Linked DNA regions of Sus scrofa: all the other regions are linked to region 3. A link is a contact called in public HiChIP or PLAC-seq and promoter capture Hi-C data. All regions are on one chromosome and are shown on one strand. The core of a region is the stretch at or near the end of the contact, and the rest is flanking DNA. Distances in the headings are between cores, read along the strand shown. Region 1 holds the start of SLC41A2 (solute carrier family 41 member 2). Region 2 holds the start of WASHC4 (WASH complex subunit 4). Region 3 holds the start of NFYB (nuclear transcription factor Y subunit beta).

Evidence for each region. Promoter capture Hi-C pulls out the DNA fragments that hold promoters and counts their contacts. HiChIP or PLAC-seq counts read pairs in DNA pulled down with a chosen protein or histone mark.
Region 1: a contact with region 3 is called in an H3K27ac HiChIP or PLAC-seq map of skeletal muscle, with 4 times the contacts expected there. The contact joins the promoter of SLC41A2 here to the promoter of NFYB in region 3. A contact is called at or near these places in 1 of 5 promoter capture datasets (liver) and 2 of 2 datasets of contacts at active chromatin or transcription factors (alveolar macrophages and skeletal muscle).
Region 2: a promoter capture Hi-C map of liver shows a contact between it and region 3, with 6 times the contacts expected there. The contact joins the promoter of WASHC4 here to the promoter of NFYB in region 3. A contact is called at or near these places in 2 of 5 promoter capture datasets (fetal skeletal muscle and liver), 1 of 47 Hi-C or Micro-C datasets (heart right ventricle) and 1 of 2 datasets of contacts at active chromatin or transcription factors (alveolar macrophages).

The regions. Positions count from the first base shown.
Region 1 is chr5:79,591,864-79,596,923 of Sscrofa11.1, forward strand. It overlaps SLC41A2 (solute carrier family 41 member 2), which reads left to right and starts at 2,050. Exons shown (of 12, transcript XM_005664183.3): 1 at 2,050-2,338.
Region 2 is chr5:79,473,211-79,478,069 of Sscrofa11.1, forward strand. It overlaps WASHC4 (WASH complex subunit 4), which reads right to left and starts at 1,445. Exons shown (of 34, transcript XM_021092625.1): 1 at 1,291-1,445. The coding sequence starts at 1,351.
Region 3 is chr5:80,331,183-80,336,051 of Sscrofa11.1, forward strand. NFYB (nuclear transcription factor Y subunit beta) reads left to right here and starts at 3,331. Exons shown (of 8, transcript NM_001144930.1): 1 at 3,331-3,867.

The DNA.
Region 1 (5,060 bases), core at 800-3,299, 740 kb before region 3:
CAAAGAGATCTTTCTTATCCTTTAGAACAGGCAAGTCCCTTTGTTACACATTTTCATAACTCCCAGGCTTTTTTCAAGCAATCATCACAACAGTGATTACTACATATCCTCAATTCTAAGTCACTTGCTTCACATTTGAATTTGCCAGCTGTCAGGCAGAAGATGAAGAATCAAAGTGATCATTGTTGCCAGCACATGTTGGCACCTAATTTTTCAGAAGAGGGTGTCACTTCACCAGCTTCCACCTTGAGTTATTTTCAGAATTCAAATTTAACTTAAATATGAATTCCAACTTGAAGCTTAAAATATCTAAATACTCTAGGTTGCAGCATACAGAATGAAGAGCACTGCATGAGTAGAAGGTTGCCACATGCCGACTAATGAAATCCAGGGCACTGGAAACCATCATCTTTCAGAAAAAAATGCTGGTAGAGTTTTCAAAACCTGTAGAGGGTTTCCTATATATGGAGGTTTGTGCAGAAATCTTTTTTTTTTTTTTTTTTGTCCTTTTTTGGCTGCACCCGAGGCATATGGAAGTTCCCAGGACAGGGAGTGAATCCGAACCACAGCTATGACCAGTGCCATGGCTGTGGCATCGCTGGATCATTAACCCTTCGCACTGGTCCAAGGATTGAACTGGCATCACCACAGAGACAAGCCAGATCATTAACCATTAATCCACTGTGCCACAGTGGGAACTTCTGGTGCATAATTTTTAAAATGATAGTCTCTCTCTTAGGAGAAGAGCCTGAGGATGAAAACCTTTGTTTTGGTTAGTGGAATACCACTGGAGTACTGCCCATTACCGGAATCACCTGCAAAAGATGCTCCAAAGACAGCTGTTAAATAAAATAAATGAGTTCTCAGCTTCACTTTGCAAACCTTGGCTCACTTTAACCTATATTTAAAAATAAGCATGGGCAATCTTGAAAAGTCTGGCCTTCCAGCCACTTCCACAGGTCCCATGCACTTTGCTTGAACACTGCCAGGAGCTGCCCTAAATCTCATCCCCTTGGGGGGCTTCTCTCTTCTCTCCTCTCCATGGCCCATTCTGTGCTGCTCTGAAGAAAGGCATACACAGTTTAAACCCTGGTCTGTGAGAACGAAACATGAAGCCAGCCCAACAGGAGGCCCCTGGTCTTGAGGCAGGAGATAGGTCCCAGGCGGAGCAACTGGAATCTGTCCCCTGAGGACAGATACTTCACGATAAAAATTACGGCAGGAGCTGCATCCTTCTTGGATAAAAGATAAAATATTTCTCATTGTCGAGGTAAAGGAGACCTCCTGAACTACACATGTGCAAGAAGGGAGGTGGGCACTAGGCCATAATGCAGCCTGTTAACTTCCCAGAGACCCTTGAGCTAGGATCCATACTGGCTAAAAGATAGGCGTGAACGTAGGGTAGGGCCCTGAGTCAGGCCAAATATGGATTCAAGGTCAGGCAAAGCAAGGTGATTGGCCAGAGAAAGCCCAGAAGGACTGCCCCCATTCAAGAGATTTGGACGTGCTGCTCTCTTTCTGTTGGTCTCCCGCCCCCTCCAACTCCCTAGCCCATCTTCTCCCTTAATAAAACACCTCATTTGCCTCACTACTCTCAGTGTCTTCGCTGAATTTATCGCCAAAGACACAAGGAATGGGGACCTACATCAAACCCGGCCCTTGAGGTCTAGTGGTTAGGGTTCAGCACGCTCACCTCTTAGCCAACAGACAACAGTTTGAGAACAGAAATCATGAGTCACGGATTTGGGGGTTTGGTCCTAGGAGCAGCCAGAGATGTGGATCTGCTGGGGTCAGAGGGGATGGTGTGGGCTGGCAAAAAAGGAAGGCCACAGCCCTGCTCTGCTCAGTTGGCTCCCCTGAAAATTCCCCTCCGGCTCTGCTCAACAGGGTTCCGGGCAGGCTTCGGTCAGGGTGCGGCGAAGGGTCCGGGAGGGGCGGCGCTGGCGCTCCCGGTTGCCGCCCCCGCGGCCACATCATCAGGCGCTCGCTTCCCCCTCCGCGGAGATGGCTGCGCGTGCGCGGGGCGGCCGCGCGGGGGCGGGGCGGGGCAGGGCGGGCAGCGGGGAGCCCGCGGGCCACGGGCGCCGGCTCCCCGGCTGTCAAGCGCGCGGCCGCGACGGCGCGAGGAGGCAAGCGAGACGAAGGAGCCGGGGGCCGGGCAGCCGCCGCCGCCGCCGCCTCGGGGCCTAGGTGAATGCCTCTTCCATCCTCCGACCCGCGTGCCTTGGTCGCGTCTGAGGAGGCAGGGTCCCCTCGCCTCGCACCGCGCTCGGGGGCAGGTGTTAATGGAGGGAAAGTCTCGGCTTTGGCCGCCGCGCCGGGTTCGGGCGCATCCCAGGTACCGGAGGGAGGTGCGTCGGGGCCGGGCTGGGGACCCAGGGACCGGGGCGTGGGGACGCGGGGGCGAGGGGAGCGACCGAGCGGCTGGGCCCGCCAGAGCCACTGGGTTCCCTCCCGGCCCGTGGGCAGCGCCCGAGCCCCGCGGCGCGGCGGCCCCAGCGCGGGCGGGAGGGCGGGCTGGCCCTGGGCGCCCGCGGCGGAGCCGGGCAGCAGCCGTGAGTCGTCCTTGGCCCTGACACTGGACCAGGCAGCGGGGGGTAGCTGAGTGATGGGTGGAAGGTGAGTACTGATGGAGACGCTGAGGCAGGCTGGGGCGCACCCCAGATCCACGGCTCCAGGGCTCACAATTGCTCCGAGTCACTCTGTGCCACCATTCCTTTATTTGTGTGTGTGAAGTATATTTCAGGAAATAACCAACCCCCAAAACGTTTATTTATAAAGAGATTACATATATGTACGTAATACATATGTAGGTAGAGTACATGTATATGCTATCTCTTTCTCTAGATGAACAAATTTTTTAAAAATTGAGGTATGCTTCACATACCATGAAATTCATCTGTTTAAAGGGCGACCTTTAGTACTTTAACCAAGTTGTGCAACTATCACCATTATGCAGAACTTTTTCATCTCCCCCAAATAAAACTCTGTACCCCTTAGCAGTCGCTCCCCATTCCCTCCTTATCCCACCCCTTGGCAACCACTGACCTCCTTTCTGTTTCTATGGATTTGCCTATTCTGGAAATTTCGTATAAATGGAATTATACAATATGTGGCTTTTAGTGTCTGGCTTCCTTCATATAGTCTGTTTTCAAGGTTCATATCCATGTGTAGCATGTATCAGTATTTCTGCTTTTTTATGGTTGGGTAGTATTCCAATGTATTGATGTACCACAATATCACATTTTTTGTTTATCCATTTTCAGTTAGTGGACATTAAGAATGTTTCTGCTTTTTGGCCGTAATGCTGCTTCGAACATTAGTGTGAAGGTTTTTATGTGGGCATATGATTTCCATTCATTTGGGTCTATATATTTACCTTTTTCAGAAACTGTGAAACTTTTCCAAAGTAGCTAGCTGTATCATTTTACATTCTCATCAACAGGGTATGAAGGTTCCAATTTCTCCATGTCCTCACCAACACTTGTTACTATTGGGTAACTTTTATTATAGACGTTCTAGTGGGTGTGATGTAGTATTGATTTGCGTTTCCTTTATGATTAGTCGTGTTGAGCATCGTTTCATGCGTTTATGGGCCATTCGGATATCATCTTTGGGGAAATGTCTATTAAGATCTTTGGCCAAAATTTAATTGGGTTATTCATCTTTTATTGTTGAATTGTATTGTTCATTTGCAGGAAAAAATTCTAGCTTTGGGGGGCTAGCCCTGACTGAAAAAGCCAACCAACCTGTTACCAATCAGTATAATGCTTCTGGTTGGGGGAAGTGAATAAGTGCCATTTAAGTCTTTCAGGATACACTAACTGTCAATTATTGGGCCTCTTACTGCCCATTTACCCTTTCTGGTATTTTGAGGAAAGCCACAAAAAGTGCGTTCATGACCAGAGCCAAGAGAGACCACACACAGCATTTTCATATATCCTATGCCTGGTTTGAAAAGTCCCAGTGATTGCTTTAATTACAGATAATTTATTTTGGTGGATAGCTAAGCAAACTAATAAAAAAAGCAAACTCCAATTACTCAATTAACATTTCATATACTTCTCAGGCAAAGTGGGAGCTCTTATTAGCCTAAGTTTGTATAGTCTTTATTATTCATATTTGGGTGGCAAATATTTTTCATGGAGCTGAAGTTAAGAGCTACTTGCAGCTGAATGAATGCTGCTCTGCCTACTTTGTAGTTGATTTCTGAGTGCACACAAATGTAGCATCAGCCTCAGGTCTTTCATACAAAAAACTCCTGAAAAAGGCATGATGCTTGCCTCCCAGTAATTCAAGCTCATTTTTCTATTACTGTAATGTGGCTGTTCAGATTATACCACCACATTTCAGAAACGTTATGGAAAATAAAATTAAAGATCTCCAAGTGGAATTAATGAATGTACAACTGATTCAAAGTGTGTGAAGAGCGGTCCAGCCCTGCTTTTCAACTACTAAACTTTAAACGATGGAAATGTTATTTAACCCTTTTATGCCTCACTGACCTCTTTAGTAGAATGAGGCAACAATTGCAGTATATATCCTGAGCATATGTTTTTGTTTTGGCTAATGATATGATTTATCAAACATAATGAAAATAAAACCTATCTAACCTAATATTGTCATTGTCTTACCCAGGGGATGTATGAATAGCCTGTAGCTACAAATGCTTTTCCAAGTTGGTTTTTTTGCCAAAGCTCTCTGGGGTTTTTAGCATCACTTAAGTGCTGACTGTTGGGGAAAATGTGGGAACAACTTTGGGGCCATGATTCCTGGGAAACACTGGTCAGAGCGGACCTGCCTCCTTTATGGTGGACTTTTAATCGTCCCTCATCTTTTCTCTGAAGTTACTGTAGTTAGATTTCCATAGCTTAAAAATATGTGTGTGTGTGTGTGTGTATAAAATAAAAAATAGATGTATCTCAGGTAGGGCTCAAAGGCTAGGACTGTCAGCTGGATATTTCCTTTAATGTGAATGGATTTACTCCTGTTGCTTTCCTCCCAATCACCTGCACTGAGGAAGTGGGAGTTTTGACTAGAGGAGGGATAGGAGAGGTTGG
Region 2 (4,859 bases), core at 195-2,694, 860 kb before region 3:
ATCTACCATAGGTGCTGGTATGCGGAAAATGCCTGCGTGAATCATTTTCAAACCCCAATCATACTTTCATTCCACTATTTTGCAGACACTAGACTAGGGAGTCTCTGTCCGTAAAACTTCATACATGACAAGGTGCAGTTCACTTTAACAGTGAATATAGAATCTTCCCCATAAAAAAGTTAAAGAATTTTGTTATTACCAACAGGTCTGGTTTTTCACGGTGCATAAGAGCTAACAACTTACAGAATGTTTTGTGAAAAACCGAATCCTGAATTAAACTCAGACCGCTTTGAGTAGTTAATAAAACCTAATTATATCTAATTTGTTTTTGTAAAATTATGCAAAAATCACACGTAATCTTTTAAAATTATGTTCACCTTCTGAAAAACCTACATTAAAAAAAAACATTCTAGCAGTATGTCCCAAAATCTCTTTTATCACCTATAAAAATTAATACCACCAATGGCAAGAAACAGGTTGCCAATTTGTATTCATCTTAAGCAGCGTTTCACCAAAATAATTTGGCATCTAAACTTTGCTCCATGAAACTGAATTTGTTAAGTTTTGGGGGGTTAGACTTATAAGGTAAAATGAGACAACTCAATTTTACATAGTAAAAGCTGAAGTAGACTTACTATAATTTCTGAAACCTTTCTAGGTGCGCTGAAAACTACAGGACAACACTGAAAAAGACCACTTAACATAAATAAAAGACCTCGAGGGAGATAAACTGACATTCGCGTGTATATATTTTACCGCGTGAAGAGTTCTTTTTCACTATCTTCTACAGTAATAATAATATGAATGAAAAAAAACACTCAAACTTCCACAAGTTGGTTTGGGAGGAAAAAGAAGAAAAACAGGAAACCGAAACAGGAACCCGGACTTCAGCCTCACTTAGAACTGAACGTTCTGAGGATCTGGTTAAAGCCCCAGAGGCCAGAGTCGCGGCGGCCTCCCCTCCCCGGGGTCCTGGCCTCCCGGGCGCGCCCCGTCAGGGCCCGCGGCTGCACAAAGTGGACGCCGCGCCCACTGGCCACTGCGGTCGCCCCAGGACAGTCACCGCCCAAATAGCCAAGCCCTGGCCTGGCCAGCCTGAGCCACCATCGCGTGGACTCCCAACCCCGAAAGTTACGTTTGGAAGGCGTCCCTCTCACACCCTAAGGCGCAGAAAGTATCCCGAACCCGGGGGCTACGCGCCGCTCCAAGAGCCCTCCTGCACAAGCGCTGCCCTGGCTGAGGCGGGATGGGGAGCGCCCACCCGCAGTCCTTGCCCTGCCGCTCCCTTACTCTGTGAGCCGTCGTCAACGCGGTCGAACTCCCAGTCCGGGGACAGCGTCTCTACCGCCATCGCACCGGCGCCTCCCACAGTCACAGCCCCAACCAGCCTGAGCTACAACGGCGGCCTCACCCCGGCGGCTGTCATAGCACGTGACTTCCGGCCCGGGCTCCGCCCCTCGCTCGCAAGGGCCAGCCGGGCCCAATGCCCCTGCCGGGCCGCGGGGACCGCTGGGAAAGCGAGTCCTCCGCGGTGGCAGAAAGCGATGGCCATGGCGGCGGCGGCGGTGCTTGCGGTGTCCTCCCGCTGCTACTTCGGCCTCGCCACCATTCAGTTCATGTCTCACGCCCCATCGTTATCTTCACTTTCGCTCTACTGTCTCCAAGCCATTTTTATACCAGGGGAATTTATCCCCCAGTCTAGCCTGAAAAGCACAAAATTGATGGAGCGGCGGCTGAACAAGAAGGTGTGGTCCTCGAGGACGTGGCTGTCCAAGCGCTTCTTCCAAGAAGCCCGTACAGCCAACGCCTTCCCGGTCGCCCCTGTCGGAGCTCTTTCAGCTCTTGTCCTGCACACCTTTTCTTGAGTTGGAGGGGGGGAAGGTGTTCAAGAGAAGGGGTTACTTTATGAACACTTAAGCGAGGAATTTTACTTCTCTGCTTATCTTGTTCTCTTGGGCTCTCTACCCACCTCCTCTAAAAAGGCAGGGCGGGGACGACGGAGTGGAGAAGAAAAGCTGTTTTGAGTTCTAAAATGCGCCTACCTACCAAGTGGCTTTTTGGTGATCAGATCTATGTTACCCAGTAATGCTGCATGTGTACAGGTAATTGCATGGCAGTGTTCACTACGGCATGGTTTTTAATAGTAGTAAGGAGATTTAAATGTCAATCAATAGGGAGTAAATACATAAAGTTTAATATGTGCATACTACGAAATGCTAGATCGGTGTTAAAAGAAATGAAGTAGATTTATAGAGACACCAGAAACTGACAGAAGGTAGCTGCAGAATAATGTGTATTTGTGGTTACATTTGTATTTTTCTACAAACGTGTACTTGCATGTGTGCATGTAAATACTAAGAGAACTCAAATCACTCTCAACAGGAAGTCAACTGGAAAAGAGTAAGTGTTGGTTATTAGTGAATTTTCAAGTTTTATTGTGACTACCTATGTCTTTAATTTTTAACAATAGGAATTTTTTTAATGTCTTCTGTAATCTTATAAAGGACCAAAAATAATTAACTTTATCAAAGCAAGTAAGCAGTTTCTTGAAGAGTTTTCCCTGAGGCCGGTGAATCTACAGTAGGTCAAATATTTGAATGCCCACTATGTACCAGACACAATCCTAGATGCAGAGATTATTATGAAAAAGCAGATGAGAAAAGTGGATCCCACCCCCATGGGGTGCTTGATGTCTTCTTGGGCATTTTAGAAAAGAAAAGAGGAAGAGGAGTTCCCATCGTGGCGCAGTGGTTAACGAATCCGACTAGGAACCATGAGGTTGCGGGTTCAGTCCCTGCCCTTGCTCAGTGGGTTGGCGATCCGGCGTTGCCGTGAACTGTGGTGTAGGTTGCAGACACGGCTCGGATCCCACGTTGCTGTGGCTCTGGCATAGGCCGGTGGCTACCGCTCCGATGAGACCCCTAGCCTGGGAATCTCCATATGCCGCGGGAGCGGCCCAGGAAATAGCAACAACAACAACAACAAAAGACAAAAAGACAAAAAAAAAAAAAAAAAGAAAAGAGGAAGAAAACTTGAAAATAGCAGGTAACATCAGTACCTAACGGCTGGCACACTTTTTTCCTTTTACTACCCATGTGATCATGAGTTTGACTTTGCTGTATTCTTCACATTTGTCTTAATCACTGTAATTAATCTCCCAATAGCTCATTATGATACATTGAAATCACAAGTCAGAGCAATTTGAATCTGCATATTCACTAATCTATTAAATCAGGGCAACAGGAAGTGTAATGTAGTAATTAAAAGCACAGATTCTACAGTCAAATTGTGTTGATCCGAATCATAGCTCTGCCACTTACTAGCCATGGGATATTGGGCCAAATAATTTAATCTCTGCCTCAGTTTCCTCATTTGTAAAGTGAGAATAATAATGGTAAGCTCTTAAAGGATTATTATAAATGCTGAGGTCTTAGTGAACTTATTTCTTTTTTCCTTTTCTTTCTTTAGGCTGCACTTGCAGCATGCAGAAGTTTCCCAGGCCAGGGATCGAACCAGTGCCGCAGCTTCAGCCTATGCCACAGCTACGGCAACATCAGGTCCTTAACTTGATGTGCCATAAGGGAACTTCCTGAACGTATTTCTTAATGTACATTTAAAATATGTTTCCTACAATAGGAAAATCTCTGGTGAAAGCTCACTAAAGACATTTTTCTTAGTAATTTGTCGGAATACGATGTGTACCTGTCAAGAAGATACCCAATCTGTTCATTCATATATTTCTTTACAAAATAATCTAACCTGGAAAAGAATCTGGGTCTTCCTAACCATACCATTTTACTATAGACCCATGAGAGATCTTTTCTCTCCATTGTCCACACACTGAGTGAAGTTCCTCAAAACCTGTCTGATCAGAGAATGTTCTACTTTAAGTCCTTCAGTGAATCCCATTGTCCTTGGCATGGAGTTTATGCTTCACAGGATATAACATAAGGTTTCCCATCTGCCCTCTTATTATTCTCTAAACTTTCTGCCTCATCTATTCCCCAGTTTATACCCACTTTGCTCTGCTGAGGTACCAAACCATTTGCAGTTTCTCAAACAGGTCCTGCTGCCTCTGACCTTCTTGAGTTTACACATGCCAATCCATCCCTTAGACAAGAGCGTGCCGTCCAGGCGTGGTCCCCCAACCAACTATAATGTTGTCAAGAGTTAGTTCAGGAGATCCCTGGTGGCCTAGCGGTCAAGGATCCAACATTGTCACTGCTGTGGCTCAGGTTACTGCTGTGGCTTGGGTTTGATCCCTGGCCTGGAAACTTCCACATGGTGAGGGCAGAGAGAAAAAGAAAAAAATAGTTCAGACATTAATTTTTCTATCAGAGATTAATTGCCTCCCAAGACACATTTTCCTTTCTTCCCACTAACAGAAACCAGCTTTTGGTTGGACCATGGCCACCCAAATCAAAGATTGCCTTTCCCAGCTTTGCCTGTAGTCAGGTGTGGTCGTACCATTAAGTTCTGGCCAATGAGATTTAGAATAATTAGGAGGGGGAAAAAAGGAATAAGGGGAGATTAGGTGTGATAGTAAAGATAGCAGCATCTAACAGTTATTCTGCATTTACAATGTCCCAGGGAGCATTTTAAGTCTTTATATATATTACTTTATTTAATCCTCATAAGACTGAGGTTCAACCCTCTGACCATCAGTGGGTTTATCATGTGTTAGGTTTCCACATGTATATAAGTCTGTGTTATTGGACAATTCATCCATCCCTATGCCCAAAACTCCAGTCTTAATTACAACAGCTTTTTAAGTGTTGGTATCTAGTAAGGCAAGCCCCACACCTGGTTCCTCCTAAGGAATATTTTTATTTTTGATTCTTTGATTTTCCAAATACATT
Region 3 (4,869 bases), core at 2,081-4,580:
CTGGTGTGTGTGTGTGTGGCAAAGCTGATCCTTCCAGCCCCTTCAGGGCAGAGAATGGATGGAGAGGACGGGGTGCGAGCAGATGAGGAAGGTGGAACGAGACAATACTATAATAGACACTGTCATCACGGGAATTTATGAGGCCTCATTAAAGGAATACAGTAAAATCCAACTGAGAAATCTTCATTGTGCCAGGGATTCTGTTTTAATGTTGCTGAATTCAGGAGTTCCGTCATGGCTCAGGGGAAACGAATCTGACTAGTATCCATGAGGACGTAGGTTCGATCCCTGGCCTTGCTCAGTGGGTTAAGGATCTGGGGTTGCCGTGAGCTCAGATCTGGCCTTGCTGTGGCTGTGGCGTAGGCCAACAGCTACAGCTCCAATCTGACCCTTGGCCTGGAACCTCCATATACCATGGGTGTGGCCCTAAAAAAAAATAATGTTGCTGAATTATGACTCCTGCATATGGTGGTATAAGGGGCAGTTGCAATATACAGATTAGGGAAGGAAAAAAGACAATCAATTGTCTTCTGACTTTTAATACAAAGTCTAGGTTAGTCTAGATAATGTCTCTTCCAAGACATTAAATTGTGATCCACATCTCTCAGTTTCACCATGGGGTCATGAAAAATGGGAACACTTACTGGCTTAATGAACACATGTTGCTGGGGCAGGTTCACCTGGGATCAACAGCAGAGGGTGTGTGGACTGGGTTTCCAGTCTCCTGAGTTACCTCCTGGGGTAAAGAGAGTGCTTTATTTACCTTTGTAGCCCTGGGGCTCCTAGCACAGTGCTTGGTAGACACTAGAGGGGCTGAACAGTTCTTTCTGTTGGATCTAAATTAAGCACATAGACTAGACCCATGGAATTGAAATAATACCATATTAACTCAGGAAAAGTCGGCTATCTTTGTGTTTTTTGTTTGTTTGTCTTTTCTAAGGCCGCATCTGCGGCATATGGAGGTTCCCAGGCTAAGGGTCTAATGGGAGCTGTAGCTGCCAGCCTACACCACAGCTCATGGCGACACCGGATCCTTAACCCACTGAGCGAGGCCAGGGATCGAACCCGCAACCTCGTGGTTCCTAGTCAGATTCTTTAACCACTGAGCCACTACGGGGAACACCATATCTTTGCATTTTTTGGTTCATCATCCAGTGTGTGGATTAGTCATACTTCTCCCTGTTCTATGACTTCTCAAAGGCTCTTTTCTGCCTTTGAGAGCATCATTTCACTCCCCAAACTCCACTTTATGGGTAATCATAAAGAAAGGGAGGAGTTAAACACAGGCCAGTTTACTCCTTTTTTTTTTTTTTTAGCATAAAAGAGTTTTTTAAAAGTTTGATAACGATCGAAATTCATGTGATAAAAAGATCTTAATGGGCCAACTTTTTTAGGGCTTTCTATGTGCATTTACTTTAAATGACTTCCAAACCATCCTAAGAAGGAGTTAGGAAGTCCCCATTATAAAGGTAAGGAAACGATCAGAGAGGTGAATTTGGCCAGGGCCACTGAAGCCAGTAAGTGGGGGAGCTGGAATTCAAATCAGGTTGTCTGATCCCATTGTGGCATTGCTATTTATTTCTCTTGGAATATCTGGAGGCTTTCATTGGTCTTTGCTTCCTTATTTGCTCGGGAAATGTGAAAATATGCGGAGAAACAGTAGGAGCTTTATAAATAAAACATGGCTATATATTTTTAAAAGATTAAAGCTGGAAAGTTTAATGTGGCACCGGGCCACTTGTTTAGTGGAAGTAAAGGGAACGATTCCCGGCTCTGGTTGCAAAAATCCTGCCCCCTTTGTAGTGTGTGGTGTCTGGCTCACCGCCCATCTGTGAGAGTCACAGCCGAGGGAAGTCCTACACAGACGCAGTCAGGGAAAGACAGGCAGAGAGCCTGGTTGCGCGGAGGCAAGAAGGGGCCATGGATTCTGGCAGCTCAAATATCATCTGGTTGGGAAAAGCCACATGGCATGTCGCAAATACTGTGCGGGTGGGGCATATGCAACATTTTAAGCTGGGGTGAAGGCTGGCTGGACTGAGCAGGTTGTTAAACCTAAAGCAGAGGATTGTATCTTTAGGTGAAATCTGAAAAAACGAACGGGGAGCTCGGTGACCGAGAGGGAGCGTTGTGCATGTGGCAAACTTAACAGGGGCACAAGGCGAACAGCTGGCGCTGAAAGCATACCAGGAGGTAATCGCCGTTCAGATCCACCCTGTAGCTCGAGTGTCGCCTGGCCGGCAGCTTTTGCCCTTGGTTTCCCCTTCTTAAAACTCGAGGCGCAGGCAGGCTGCACTTTGGCGGGTGAGACACTTCCACGTGCGCCAGGGGAGGGGATGGAAAAGAGAGGGAGAGCTGAGAAATCATGCGCAAGACGTGGGGAAAATACCGCGGAAAGCCCGCACTGACCTTAGCACCGAGCCCCAGCCCTAGTCCCTGCCGAGGAAAAAGCCACCCGCGGGCTCCGCTCGCGCCGCAGGACCGACTCGCGGCGGCCTGCAGCGGGCTCTGCGGGCTGCTCAGCGCACGGGGCGGGGCTGGGGGCGGGGCCGTGCCGGGGCGGGGCCGCGCCGGGCGGGCGCGCGGGAGCTGCGGAGGGAGGGTGTCGCGCCGAGGGAAGCGGCCCGCGGCGGAGGGAGGGAAGGCCGAGTCCTGGAAGCGGAGCTCCGCGCTGGGACTGGTTCCTTCGCAGCCATTTTCTGTCCAACCAAACAGCCGATTGGAGACGGGAGCCAACCAGGGCTGCATTGGAGGTTTGTGTCTCGCTTCGGCCAATGATCGCTCCTAAACCGACTCCACTTTAGCTCGAATGAAATGTCCGTCTCCTCCCGGCGCCGTCCCCGCCGCCAACGCCGCCGCGGCCGGGGGCACTTGGCTCACTCCCGCCTGCCCGCCCTCCCGCCCGGGCCGGGGCCGGGGCCGGGCCGGCGCCTGCGAGGCCTCCCCCGCTGCGGGCCCGGCTGGGAAGCGGGCGCTGGGCCGCGGCGCGGCTCTTTGTGCGCCCGGCCGAGGAGCGGCGGGACGCGGGCCAGGCCGCCTCCTGCTCGCCGCCGCCGACCTCCGGGCCCGAGGCCGAGGAGGGGGCGCCGGGGCACCGTCGGGCCCCGCTCTCGGTGGCGTCCGGGCCGGCTCCATTTTGTGTGGCGAGCCGGCTGGGGGCGGGAGGATGCAGCCTGGACCCCCGGCCCCGATCCTCCTCCTCCGCCGCGCGGGGGCTCCCGGGGAGCGCCCCTCTTCCGCCCGCCACTCCGCGGGGGCATGGCAGGGCCGGGCCGCTTTGTCTGCCCCGGCACCCCGGGCGCCGCGCGGCGGGCGGGCGTTAGGCGCGGGCCCCGGGCCTGAGCCGGCCGAGTAGGGGGGATGCCTGCCCGGGGTGTCCGCGCCGCCCAGGCGGGACCGACAGGTCGGCCGGGCGGACGGTGGGACCCGGGCCAGCCCGCGCACCTTCGTGGGGAGGAAGCGAGGTCCCCGGGAGGAAGGAGTGGATTTGGTTTCCCCGCAGTCTGGTTTACGCGTATAGAATGCAGCCATCTGGCGGCTTGCGGTCCCTGGACTTGCCCCGAAGGTGGGAAGGAAGCCTTCCGGATTGGACTAAGGTTTTAATCTTCGGTGGGAGGCGGGGAGGATATACCGGGCCTCAGGAGTAGTCTTGGAGAACAAAGAATTAGAAGAGCACCTACAAGACGAAATCTCGCCCAGAGTACTCTAAAAGATGGTTTAAGCAAGGTTAAGTAGCATATGACCTTTTAAAAAATAGCATCCCAGCCTGCATGGACTGCACGGTTCCGTGCCACGAGTCACTGGGGTGGTTTCGGCTCTCTTGTATGGAGACAAGTCAGAAATACAAAGTGATGAGGTGAACTGATCAATGTAAGTGGCATTAACAAATAGGGGGTTTTATTAGTAAAGTTTAACCAAAATTCCTTAAGAGGCAATTATTCCGTTCTCACTCTGCTCCCGTAGTTCAATTTAAGGCTTATATTGGTGCAAAACTCTGGTTGTTGATGCCAAAGAATGGAGGGTGGAGGAAGGGTCTGCTGCTTTTCTTGGATACAGATTTCTTTAAACATTAAACATATGTATGCATTGCCTTGAGCTTTCACATATATCATAACCTGCCTGTAAGAAAATATATACCATGTGAGGTGATAGTGTTTCTCTTTAATATATTGAATCTAAACATATACTGACTCAACTATTTGGGTGAGTGATTGTGGTGAGGTGTGGCACCACCCCAACCCCCAGCAAAAATACATAAATATAGACAGCTCCTGTATTTTAAGTGTTCTGAGGATCTCTCTCCTCCCCCCACGGCACCTTTAAAAAATGACACTTCTAGCTACGAGGAAGGAATTTTCTGGGCAGCTTTGGGGTTAGAGTGAAGATGATATTTGGAAAGAAATTAGAAATTGCTTTTGGGATTACAGAACAGTAGACAATGTCAGCCAGTCTTTGCTGCATGGACCCTTGTAGTAGCATTTGAAAATTCAATTTGGTGGTTAGAGTTTTTTCTGTTTGCTAGATTTCATGCTTGAATGCATATCAGTATTTTGTCTTCTTTTAAAAATTAGCACAGAAAGGATATGTCTTTGTCTCCCCCCCCTTTTTTTCCCTTGAAAAAAGGGGAAGAGCAAATGAGAATGGAAATTGTAACATCGTAATTGATGCCAATTTATTCAACTATTTATGCCTTACAGTGAGAATGAAGTGCTATTGAGATGCAATTTTAGTCCCAAATGGTGATGCTTTAAAATAATACAGGTCTTAATTGACTGTATTCTCTTTCTCTGGATGTTCTCTGGGCAACATGTATCTTCTTCCCGCTATAATCTGAGATATTTAATTGGAAAGCATTATATCCTGAGATAAACT